Regions from separate parts of the Mus musculus genome. Here region 1 is linked to region 2. The links are chromatin contacts, called in public promoter capture Hi-C maps. All regions are on one chromosome and are shown on one strand. Each heading gives the region's core, a stretch centred on a gene start, on an enhancer-like site or on the middle of the called end of the contact. The rest is flanking DNA. Distances are from core to core; before and after follow the strand shown. Region 1 has its middle 20 kb from the start of Bex3. Region 2 holds the start of Tceal8 (transcription elongation factor A (SII)-like 8).

The links. Promoter capture Hi-C pulls out the DNA fragments that hold promoters and counts their contacts.
Region 1: a contact with region 2 is called in a promoter capture Hi-C map of second pharyngeal arch cranial neural crest. The contact joins the enhancer-like site here to the promoter of Tceal8 in region 2. A contact is called at or near these places in 8 of 39 promoter capture datasets (3T3-L1-derived adipocytes, the HPC-7 cell line, cranial neural crest and 2 more), 5 of 484 Hi-C or Micro-C datasets (embryonic stem cells, muscle stem cells, stem cell-derived neural stem cells and 1 more), 13 of 115 datasets of contacts at active chromatin or transcription factors (cardiomyocytes, embryonic fibroblasts, embryonic stem cells and 4 more) and 2 of 9 other capture datasets (adipose tissue and macrophages).

The regions. Positions count from the first base shown.
Region 1 is chrX:136,287,155-136,292,557 of GRCm38.p6, reverse strand. No RefSeq gene overlaps it. Among named protein-coding and RNA genes, the nearest start is that of Bex3, 20 kb to the right of the region's middle. Within about 2 kb of position 1,372, at least 55 of the 459 cell types and tissues checked have an H3K27ac peak or open chromatin away from gene starts, as enhancers often do. A contact at or near this core is called in embryonic stem cells, second pharyngeal arch cranial neural crest and trophoblast stem cells, where this site is marked.
Region 2 is chrX:136,169,019-136,174,489 of GRCm38.p6, reverse strand. Tceal8 (transcription elongation factor A (SII)-like 8) reads left to right here and starts at 2,239. Exons shown (of 3, transcript NM_025703.3): 1 at 2,239-2,358; 2 at 2,785-2,854; 3 at 3,441-5,471. The coding sequence starts at 3,468. The coding sequence ends at 3,821.

The DNA of each region.
Region 1 (5,403 bases), core at 123-2,622, 120 kb before region 2:
TAAAATCTGTGTGGCTGAAGAGGTTGCTCAGTAGCCAATATCATTGATTGTTCTTCCAGAAGACCTGAGTTCAATTTTCAAAGACCACATGAGAGCTCACAACTTGTCTGTAACTCCAGCTCCAGGGAACCCAACACCCTCTCCATGGGCACCACCAGTCATGCATGTGGTGTTCAAACTTATAGGGAGGCAAACACATACACACATAAAATAAAAATAAATCTTTAAAATTTTTCGTGAAGCCATATATTGCTATACTATTTAGTATTACAAATTAAAAAAATATATGCAACAAAATAGAGCAATTTAAACACACATACAAAATGAATGAAAGAAGCATGATATCTCTAAATTCTGATTCTATCTAAATACATTTCCAAGATATACAAATCTTCTATAATGTTAGATTGCTATGTTTGCCTGAAGACAGGATAGGCAGTAGGTGGGACAGAGAACCTGACTAACTTAAAAATGAAACCTTATGGGTTGGTAAATAATAATGAAACTTAGGCCTACTTGATTACAAGGTGTCTATTGTCATTATGGAGCAAAGAAGAAAATGATAAATGTTTTTTTCAAGGTTGGCAGGTTGAACTTCAGAGTTGGCCCAGTGATTAAGAGGACTTGTTGCTCTCACAGAAGACCTGGCCAGGGTTTGCAGCACCTACTTGGTGAGCCACAAAGGTCAGTATATCTAGTTCCAGGCGATGTAACACCCTTTTCTGGCCTTCACCCACTCATTATACGTACATGCTCAATATACATCATATTTTTTAACTGTAATCATTCAGAATTTTTTAAAGCAGATATGAAATGGTCAACAATGTAGTGAACAAGGTCTCTTAAAATCAAGAAATGTCTGTGTTAAAATCAGATTCTTAGCAAGACCATCAAAACAAATGCATCTTTTAACAGTCAAGACAGTCATCTAAATCACTGATGATGGTTTAAGTGGATATTACCACTGAAGATCTCAGAGATCCGGTGGATGAGCATTCTTGTCTCCTTTTCACAAAGGGAGAATTGGGCAGAGAGCAGGCCCAGGTGCCTATTTTATTCTCCATGAACACCCCACATTTTCATAGAAAAATGGCTCCTGGGCACCCTGAACCAGGACAGTTCACTCACTCTGTGTAACCAGGAGGAATCCACATCTTTCTCCTACAAGAGATCGTGCAGTACCAAAGGACTTGGGTCTGTAATTATTGAAGGTCACCCCCTCCCCACCATAAAACAATCACATTCTCAGCTCAGTCCAAATACTTGGGGGCAGGGAACTTCCGGCTCTTCTTGCCAGATCACCTAGTGCTGCACACACACACACACACACACACACACACACACACACACACAAAAGCTATCCTGCTAGCCTTAATGACGTCAGGTTTCTATAGCAACCGCCATCCACAGGCTGCTGTATAGAGACGCCCCCGCTCATCCTCTCTTGTGCCCTAGACTTTCTCTGAATATAAAATGCCTTCACCTTCAGGCTACCTGAGAAAGCATAGTGAGAGAAAGTGGGATGGGACTCAGGAAATTAAAAGAACTCTGACCAGGTTATGTGAACAAAACATATCCCTAGAGACTGGCCCCTACTCTCTGTAATAGATCATGCTGGTTTCCATTTAAAAGTCCTCAAGGTCACCGTAATGATGTCAGGTTTCTATGGCAACCGCTATTCGCAGGATGTTCAACAGACTGGAAATGCTTCCCTCACAGCCCTCCCTTCCTTGTCTTTTCATTTTTCTGAAAGCAAAACAACATCACCCTTTAACCCACCTGAGAGAGCAAACTCATTTACGAAACCAAGCAGGAAAGCAGGCAATTGGCAGAAGCCTGTCCAATTTGGTGAAATTAAGCATGTTTCTGTGATCAAAAATTTTGTTTTGTTTTTTTTTAAAGTAACTGCCTAAATAAATACTAAATAATTAAATAGAACAAATATGTTTAAAAATGACAGTGACAAGTGTTTTCTTTTTAAATCTTATACATGGAATCTGGGCAAAAAGGACATAAAAAATAGGAATATCGCTAGAAAAAAAAGAATGGAATCTGCAGAGAAAGTGATTTGCAGAAGATCACATTATGATGTGTATATGGATATGTCATAATGGAGCTCATTATTTTAATATATTAAAATTTTAAGTACCCTGTCCAAAACAAACAAAAAGCAAAAATAAATCTTGGCCATGGAAGAGTAGTATAAGTAAAAGGAAACCAAGCAATATCTTTTGGGGCTCCAGTAGATTAATTTAGTTGTCAGAAATCTAACCACTTCAGTCATACATTGGCTTAATCTTAAAAAATTTTACCTACCACTGCTGATATTTTCTCCCATATAGAAGGGTATCCACTAACCAATATGCAATAGCCCCTCTGTCTGCATAGTTGGTCATGATCTACCTGACTTGGTATACTGAAAATTGTGTGCATGTGCATGTGTGTATATGCGTGCGTATATGCGTGTGTATGTGTGTGTGTGTGTGTGTGTGTGTGTGTGTGTGTGCATATGCATGTGTGTGTGTACTAGGATGACTTTTAAATAGACTTAAAACTGTTTCCCTGTTTTTGTGTCTGTCTCCCAAAGTACTTCTATCTCTTTCTTCAAAAGGCTTAGATGACATAGCAAAATTCATTCTGTGCAAAATCTAAGATCTAAACCAAGAGTGTCCAATTTTGACATTGCAACATTACATTATCATCTACAAATTTCATGCTCAAGAGCTGTGCAATGAAGCTCCAAAGAAACATTAATAAACAGTAAAATTTTTAAGTAGGCTTCTAATTTGGGGTTGGGTCACATTCATAATTATGTTTTAACAGACCCCCTAAGGACACAAAAGAAGAAAACTACAGGGACTTTATACTTTAGAAGGTTAAGAGTTTCTAACATGTTGGCTTCCTACTAATATTTCCAAAATTTTCCAGACACTCAACCTGCAATGCTGAGTTGAGGCAGTCACAAAGGTCACAGGTATCTGCTGTCTTATAAAAGAGTTCTTCTGTGAATGGCTGAACAAGGAAAGTAACTTTAATAACAAGGGCTATCCTGGTAGCAGGAAACAGTGTTTCAAGAACCACCTTTTTGTAATAGATATAATAGAAAATAAATGGACAGTTATCCCCATGATAGGTTACAGAGTTTGAATATATGGCGAGGTCATATGATAGTTCCACTTTTGATCTTTTAAAAAAAATTTCACACTTACTTCCATTTCATCAGTTTACACTCACAACAGTGGATAAAGGTTCCTTATCTCCTCACACTCTTTTTTGGGGGAGGGGGGTTCGAGACAGGGTTTCTCTGTGTAACCCTGGCTGTCCTGGAACTCACTCTGTAGACAAGACTGGCCTCGAACTCAGAAATCCACCTGCCTCTACCTCCCAAATGCTGGGATTAAAGGCGTGTGCCACCACGTCCAGCAACACACTCTTGCTTACATTTGTTATCATTTGGTTTTATTGATAAAAGCCATTCTGAGTAGGGCTCTGAGGAATATAAGTTTAAACATTTCTGAAGTCGAATGATTTGGTTAATTTTTGAAATGTTTATATCATTTGTATTTCTCTTTTGAGAATGATTTGTTCAGTTCTATAAACCATTTTAATTGGGTTTCTTGTTTTCTTGATGTTTGACTTCTTGAATTCTTTGTATATTCTAGATGTTAATCTTCTATAACCCATTTTTATTAGGTTGTTTTCTTTAGTTTGGTTCCTTGAATTCTTTGTATAACCTAGATGGTAGTCTTCTGTTGTTCATATAAGACTATAAAGAATTTCTCCTTGTTCTTGAATAGCAGTTTCCTTAATTTTTTAATTTCATGAGATCCTATTTGTTAATTTTTGCTTTTATTTCTCAAAAGATGGGTACCCATATTTTTAAAGTATATTTATATTCTTCCACTTTGCTTAAAGTTTTTATTAGTTCTATGAATTTTCTTTTATTAGCTTCTCTTATCATATGGCTCTAACTAAATATTTCTATACTATATTAAATACAAGTGGAGACACCCTTGTCTTATAGATCTTAATGAAATGCTTAAAGATTTTCTCTATTTTATATAGTATTCACTATAGGTTTTTCATGTCAAGGCTTTATTTTGCAGGGATATTTTCTTGCTGTTCCAAGGTCCTTGAAGAATTTGTCAAAATCTTTTGCTACACCATTAGATGTAGATGATAATGTGACATTTTGTCCATGAGCCCATGACATAAATTATTGTTGTTTTGTTTTTATGAAGCAGAATCTTACCTTATCCCAGGCTGACTTAAAACTCACGCAGTATACCAACTGACCTCAAACTCATGTTGATCCTCCTAACTCAGCTTTATGAATTTTGTGATTAACGCTGTGACTCCCCTACATACAAGGATTTTTTTTAACAAGGATGGCAAGATCACTCTGTGAAGAAAGGACAGACTTTTCAACAAATAGCATTTGAGAAATAGGTCATTCACTGTAAAGGTCAAATTTGACTCGTATGCTTACACTGTATGAAAATGGATCAAAGGGGCTGGCAAGATGGCTCAGTGGTTAAGAGCAGTGACTGCTCTTCTGAAGAATCTGCTTTCAAATCCCAGCAACCATATGGTGGCTCACAACCATCCATAATGAGATCTGATACCCACTTCTGGTGTGTCTGAAGACAGCTACAGTGTACATATATGTAATAAATAAATAAATCTTTAAAAAAGAAAATAGATCAAAGACCTGAACATGACAACTAAAGTTATAAAAGCTCTTAAATGAATATGTAAGAATAAAGCTTCACCATACTGGAATAACAATATATTAGATATGATACCAAAGTACAGATGGCAAAAGAAAAATTAGCTAAGTTTGGTTTTATCAACATCCAAAACTTTTAGCATATCAAAGCATATTACCAACACTCAGAGAATGAAAAAAAATTTAAATATCTAAAAAAGGATTAAAAATTAATCATAAAAATCATTTAAATATCTAAGAAAGTATTAAAATTTTTAAGTATATACGAAAGGATGGATATTTACAATATATATTATTTCCAGGGTAAAGTGGCTTCCTCATAGAAACCAAGTAATTGTATTTATGTAATTTATAAAGGTATTTATTTACATTTATTGAACCATTCTCACATCACTAATAAAACTAACTTGATCATCGGAAATCTTTTGAATGTGTTTTTGAAATTCAATTTATAAATATTTTATTGAGAATTTTTTGAAATTGGTCTGTAATTTTATTCTTTTGTTGCATCTTTGTATTCTTTTGGTATTAGGGTAACAATGACATCATAAAAATAGAGTTACACAGTCTGCACAGGTGAGTGTGAGGACTACAGAAGCTACACAGCTTCTAGGACAGACACCGTTTCGGGCTGCAGACATCCAGGCACCTTCCCTGCCAGAGAAGAGGTGTCC
Region 2 (5,471 bases), core at 990-3,489:
GAAAACATATCTCCCATTTGTGCTTAATTATAAATTATTAAACATTAAGCCAACAAAACATCTATTTTTGAGAGCCTTTCTTTCACAGTGGTGGACTTTTTTGTGCAAATACATCCTGCTGTGATCACACTTGCCAAGAGACAGTCCTAGCCACACCGAATTGTCTTTCCCTTGATTCTCCAAGTAGATAGATAGATAACCACTGCAAATAGCACCACTCCTGCAGATACTAGTGAACTGTGGCTTTCAGAAGCTCTGTTTCTTCTTTAAAATAGTGCTGTTCTTTTTTTTTTAAACACCCTAGTAATATCCTCTCTGCTTTTTTGATAACAACAATTATGCATGTTGATAGTTTATTTTTATAAACTTTATTGTAAAAAAAAAAACTTGAAAATTAAAAAAAAAAATGCCAGGCAATGAAATTACGGAGAACTGAAGTCTATGCCTCTCAATGGACTTCTGTGCAGTTAAAATACCTGTTCTGAAGCTGTGGCACTTCCCATTGGAGTTTATGCTGTCTCTAGTGAATATACACCTATCACCAAAAAGAAAAAGAGAAAAGAAAAAGAAAAGAAAGAAAGAAAGAAAGAAAGAAAGAAAAGAAAAGAAAGAAAAGAGAAAAAATCCAGGACAAAGTTAGAACTAGGAGTACAGTTCAAATATCTGTTCTGAAGCTGTGAGGCTGCGCGTTTGAGCTTACACCTACACTACTGAATGTATTGTAAGCACTTATCTATCAGCAACAAGGAAAAGAAAAGAAGAAATCCACAGCAAAGTTAGAACTAGGCAAATGATTAGATTTCTGTCCTCTTCCTATCTCATGTCCATTCTTTGCATTCAATCCTTCCTCACCTCCAAATATTAGACTTTCTTGTTTTCATTTCTGAATGTTATACTGTGCCTACATGTAAATTCGTTTATATACATATATATTATCGACTAGGTTTTGCTTATGGGGAAGACTATGTGATTTATTTTCCTTCTGATACTGTGTGATCTCAGTGAATATTAAACATTCTAAGTGCGTTTATTTTCCTGAAAATTTTGTAACAACATTTTTTCATTCTTTTTTTTTTTTAAGCTGAACATTATTCCTTGCTATGGTGAAGAAAGCAGCAGTGAACATGTGGTGTACATAGCTCTATGGTAGGGTATGGAGTTCTCTGAGATGGCTCTTGTTTTAATGGAGCACTTTGAATCCTACCAGGGTATCTAGAGTTCCACGAATGAATGAATGAATGAATGAATGGAAAACCCTACATGCTTAATAAGCCCCACAGTCAATAGTGACATACAAAGAGTTACCTCCTTTCTGCTTCATTGTGAGCGCTCTTTCCTTACAAACATTCTGTTCTTAATAACAAAAGTTTACCAACAAACATATTTCGTTGAGTCCCACGAAAGTTCACTGAGTGAAAAGCAGGCTTTTCTGTTTAACAAAGACACTGGCTCCCACAAAGGACAAGGAAAAGAAGTCTGTCTGAAGCCTTTATTTGCAAGTGGGAGCTGCCAGCAGTCATCAATTAAAAGTTCAGACGTCTAATAATAGCCTAAGCTCAGGCAAAGAGAGTCGTGGATTGCGGAGACAAAACTAACGAAACAAATCGGCTGTTTTCAGAGTCGGTTTGCAAACGATGCCATTTTAGTAAGATTTTTAAAAAACCCCAACACATCAATATGTTGTAAATACTGTGCTTTCACTTGCAGTCATTAGAATACTTTTTGAAACCTTAAAATTGATTTAATGAAGTTATTTTCTCCTCATCTAGTGTGAAATAGTGAATATGAAGTATCTCTTTTTAAATATCATTTTAAACCCTGATTCTTACAACAGAACACCACAGAAAACGACTCAAGAAGCTAAACATCCCTTCCTTAGGCTTTTATTCTTCCGCTACCCCCACAAGCGCACATCTACAACCTTCCCCCATTTTAAAGACAGAGAAGCTTCCCAGAGAAATGGTGGACTGTAGGATTTGGTGGGGGGAGGGGAAGGGAAGTATAGGGAGCAAGGGAGAGAAAGAGCTGACTTCCCAAATTAGGAGAATTGGTCGACGTACCCTAAAAGACTGCTCTTTTCCTGGTAATCTGAGTAAGGTGAATAGATACTACTTGGTGACGAGACGAGTTTTATTGTCTCCTATTGGCAAATAGGAAAAAAGATTGACAGTATCTAGTGAAGGGAATGTAGGGGGCGGGCTGCATGTTAATGGGAGGGGTAACCAAAGGCTGGAGCTCATTGATGACGCGATCCTCACGTGACCAGCAGTCGACGTGTGCAGAAGTCCTTATAGTCTAGGCCCAGTTCCCCAGTAGCAGCTCTGTCCTGCTAGAGAAGAGTGGCCCAGCTACTTCCAGGTACTTTAATAGTGGGCGCTGGCTTAAGAGATCATAGGGTGGAGGGAGCAGAGAACAGAAAGCACGCTCATCCCGCACTCTTTCTCTTATCCTAGGGTTCTGCTAAACTATTTTGTGCGAGAGGTTTGGGGCTGCTTGATGAGGGATGGGGCAGATTGGGAGGGAGGTAGCTAACCGAGTCCGGCAGAGAAAGAAAAGAGACGGGGAAAGGAGAACTGCGAGAGACGGAGAGAAGAAACAATAACACTGTGGGGAAAACTTGTCTGATTCTTTGCCCTCTTGCTGGGAAACAGGGTACAGATGAAGGCGGGGTTGCCACAAAGGGAGGGAGAAGAGGGGGATGTGGAAAAACTTTGTGCTATCCGTTAGCAAGACCTTTTGATTTAGGCACTAGTGTGCTCACCAAGAACTCCTGTCTTTCTTCAGCACTCTTGATCTTTTGAGCGCGACATAAATCGAGGTGCAAGAAGAGAGGAAAATCTCCAGGTACCTACAGGTCAGTGCAAGGGTGCAATTGCTTCAGGTCCCTTTGGGTGGGGGTAGGAGTGTGGAAGACACCAAAGCACATCCCAGGGGCGTCACGGCTGCCTCCCATCCGGATTAAGCACAGAAGGCCCCTGCAAATCCTGCTGCGGAAATGGGGTGAAGGAAGGAAAGGGAGAGGCTAAAGACATTTAAAAGAGAGAGGAGACCGCTGACCTGACTGTTGCTGGTGAGAAGCTGAGGATGGGATGACTTGGAAAAGCCCGAAAGGGCGGGAGTGTTAGAGCCATGTGGTGAGGGAAGGGTTAATTGCTTCCACGCCGCTCCCATTTCAGTGCTAGGAGAGGTTTGTTGCAGGGCCTGCTGGGAAAATGGTGGGCTGGAGCCGGGACAGGAGAAGATGGAGTTGGAGAGCAAGGGGGGGGTGGGGGGGGTGGAGGAAGGGGTGGAGTCAGGAGCTCAGAACCTGACTTGTCTAGTTAGAAAACTTTTTGGCAATTAAGTGACCTGAAACAAAAGTCAGTCGCTATGGGAACACAAAAGCTTGTCCATCTGCCTGACACCTAGTCGGTTTTGTTTCCTTGTTTTTATCCCCCTAGGATTAATTCATTAAGAAAATAATCAACATGCAAAAGTCTTGTGACGAGAACGAAGGAACACCCCAGAACACACCAAAAGCAGACGAAGGCCATCCTTCAGAAGATCCACCACAGCAGGCAGGAGAAACTCTTCAGGCTTCTGGAGAAAATGTGAGGGAGGAAACTGAAGGGAGCCATAGAGGAGAGCCTGCTGAACCCAGCCCAGAGCCCAAAGAGGACACTCCCGCAAGGCATCTGAACCCCGAAGAAGTGATAAGAGGCGTAGATGAGTTGGAAAGGCTTAGGGAAGAGATAAGAAGAGTAAGAAACAAGTTCGTGTTGATGCATTGGAAGCAAAGACATTCCCGAAGCCGTCCTTACCCTGTGTGCTTCAGGCCTTGAAATCGTTTTTTTCTCTGATATTGAAATGTGGCTGCTGCTTTCTTTCTCTTAGCATTTTCTGATGTATCTTTGAACTTCATTTTACTTTTAATAATAATTACCTGGCGGTATTTTCTGTTATGTAGTTTCGTTGTTACCAGCATCTCATTGGATTTTGGATTTTTGACCCATTTTCCACGTTTATCTTTCAGTTGGAAAGTTTCACATTTATGCATGGAAATATACAATTAGACAGCAAATTGAAAAAAACAGCAGCATAGTTAGGATCAACTCACATAGATAGGAAAATTCCTAATTATGTGTGTACATGTATAATTATACGTATCAAAAAATTTACAGTGCTTATTTTTGGTGTGGTGTGTTTTAATTTTGCCTTTTACTTATGTTGATTTTTTTTAATGAATACGTGTCTCACAAAGAACTGCAGATTTTTTTAATAAGTGGGAGTTAATTAAAATTAATTTGTAACCAGCTTGTAGAGGCAATAAAGGCACTAAACTCTTGATGAACTATTAAACAGAAATGTAAACCTGGAATTCCCTCTGGCTTCCTTAGCCAGAGGAATAAAACTGGCAATCATTATAGACACACTTGGTTAAGACTTGGTCTTTTCATGGGGGAAATACTTGCCTCACAGGGATCTGTGTGGAACATAGTATGCCATATTTGAGAGAGGACATGGCCTCACTCAGCCTGTGTTCAGATGCAGAGGGGTGGGGGCTGGGCTTCCGTGCCATTTTTCTTCTGCTGAGTTCCCACCCTTTTCTTCCCTGGGACCTGTCCTGCCTACCAACTAGGGCCAAGTCTGCTGGATCCTGCCAGTGGGGTCTTAAGTATAAAGATCCCGCTGGGTTTCCTTGAATTCCAGTTGAACCCCCAGCCCCAGTGTTCAGTTACAGGTGGTGCCACTATAGCTGGCAGTTTGTTTGGTTTGAAGCAATGTCTTATTCTGTAGCCCAGGCTAGCTAGGCTGGGATTCATGGCAATCCTTCAGCTTCTGAAATGTTGGAATGTTAACTCCCTTTAACTCCAGTGACAGGGGATCTGGTGCCCTTTTCTGGTCTCTACACAGACATGGTACAAATGGGAGGACACTGACACTCTTCAGACATATAAGAAGGTGGCGTCAGATCCCATTACAGATAGTTATGAGCTACCATGTGGTTGCTAGGAATTGAACTCGGGACCTCTGGAAAAGCAACCAGAGCTCTTAACCACTGAGCCATCTCTCCAGCCCCCAACATAATACACATGTATTCATGCAGGGTCATACAGATTTCAAAAAAAGTTTTAAAAACTGCTCTAGGTTAATGATTCCTGCAGAATCCTTAGCAAAAGCAATCCCTTTAATTTTCAACATGGGGCGTTTTCTCTGGAGAGGTAATAACTGGATAATATTAAGCATATTTGAAAGTAGACCAAGGTATCTGTTTGAATGAAAACTTTGGGAGAATTCCTGGGTATTTAGGGTGGTGTTTATTGTTTTTATTGTGCTTTTTGAGACAGTATTCCATGTACCCCAGACTTGACTTTGCTTATTACCTTAAGCATCTGATCCTCAAGACCCCTCTTCCCGAGGGTGAGCGAGCGTTGCAGGTGGGTGCCGCCGCTTTCAGTTGATGCCGGGGATCAGATTCAAGGCTTTGTACA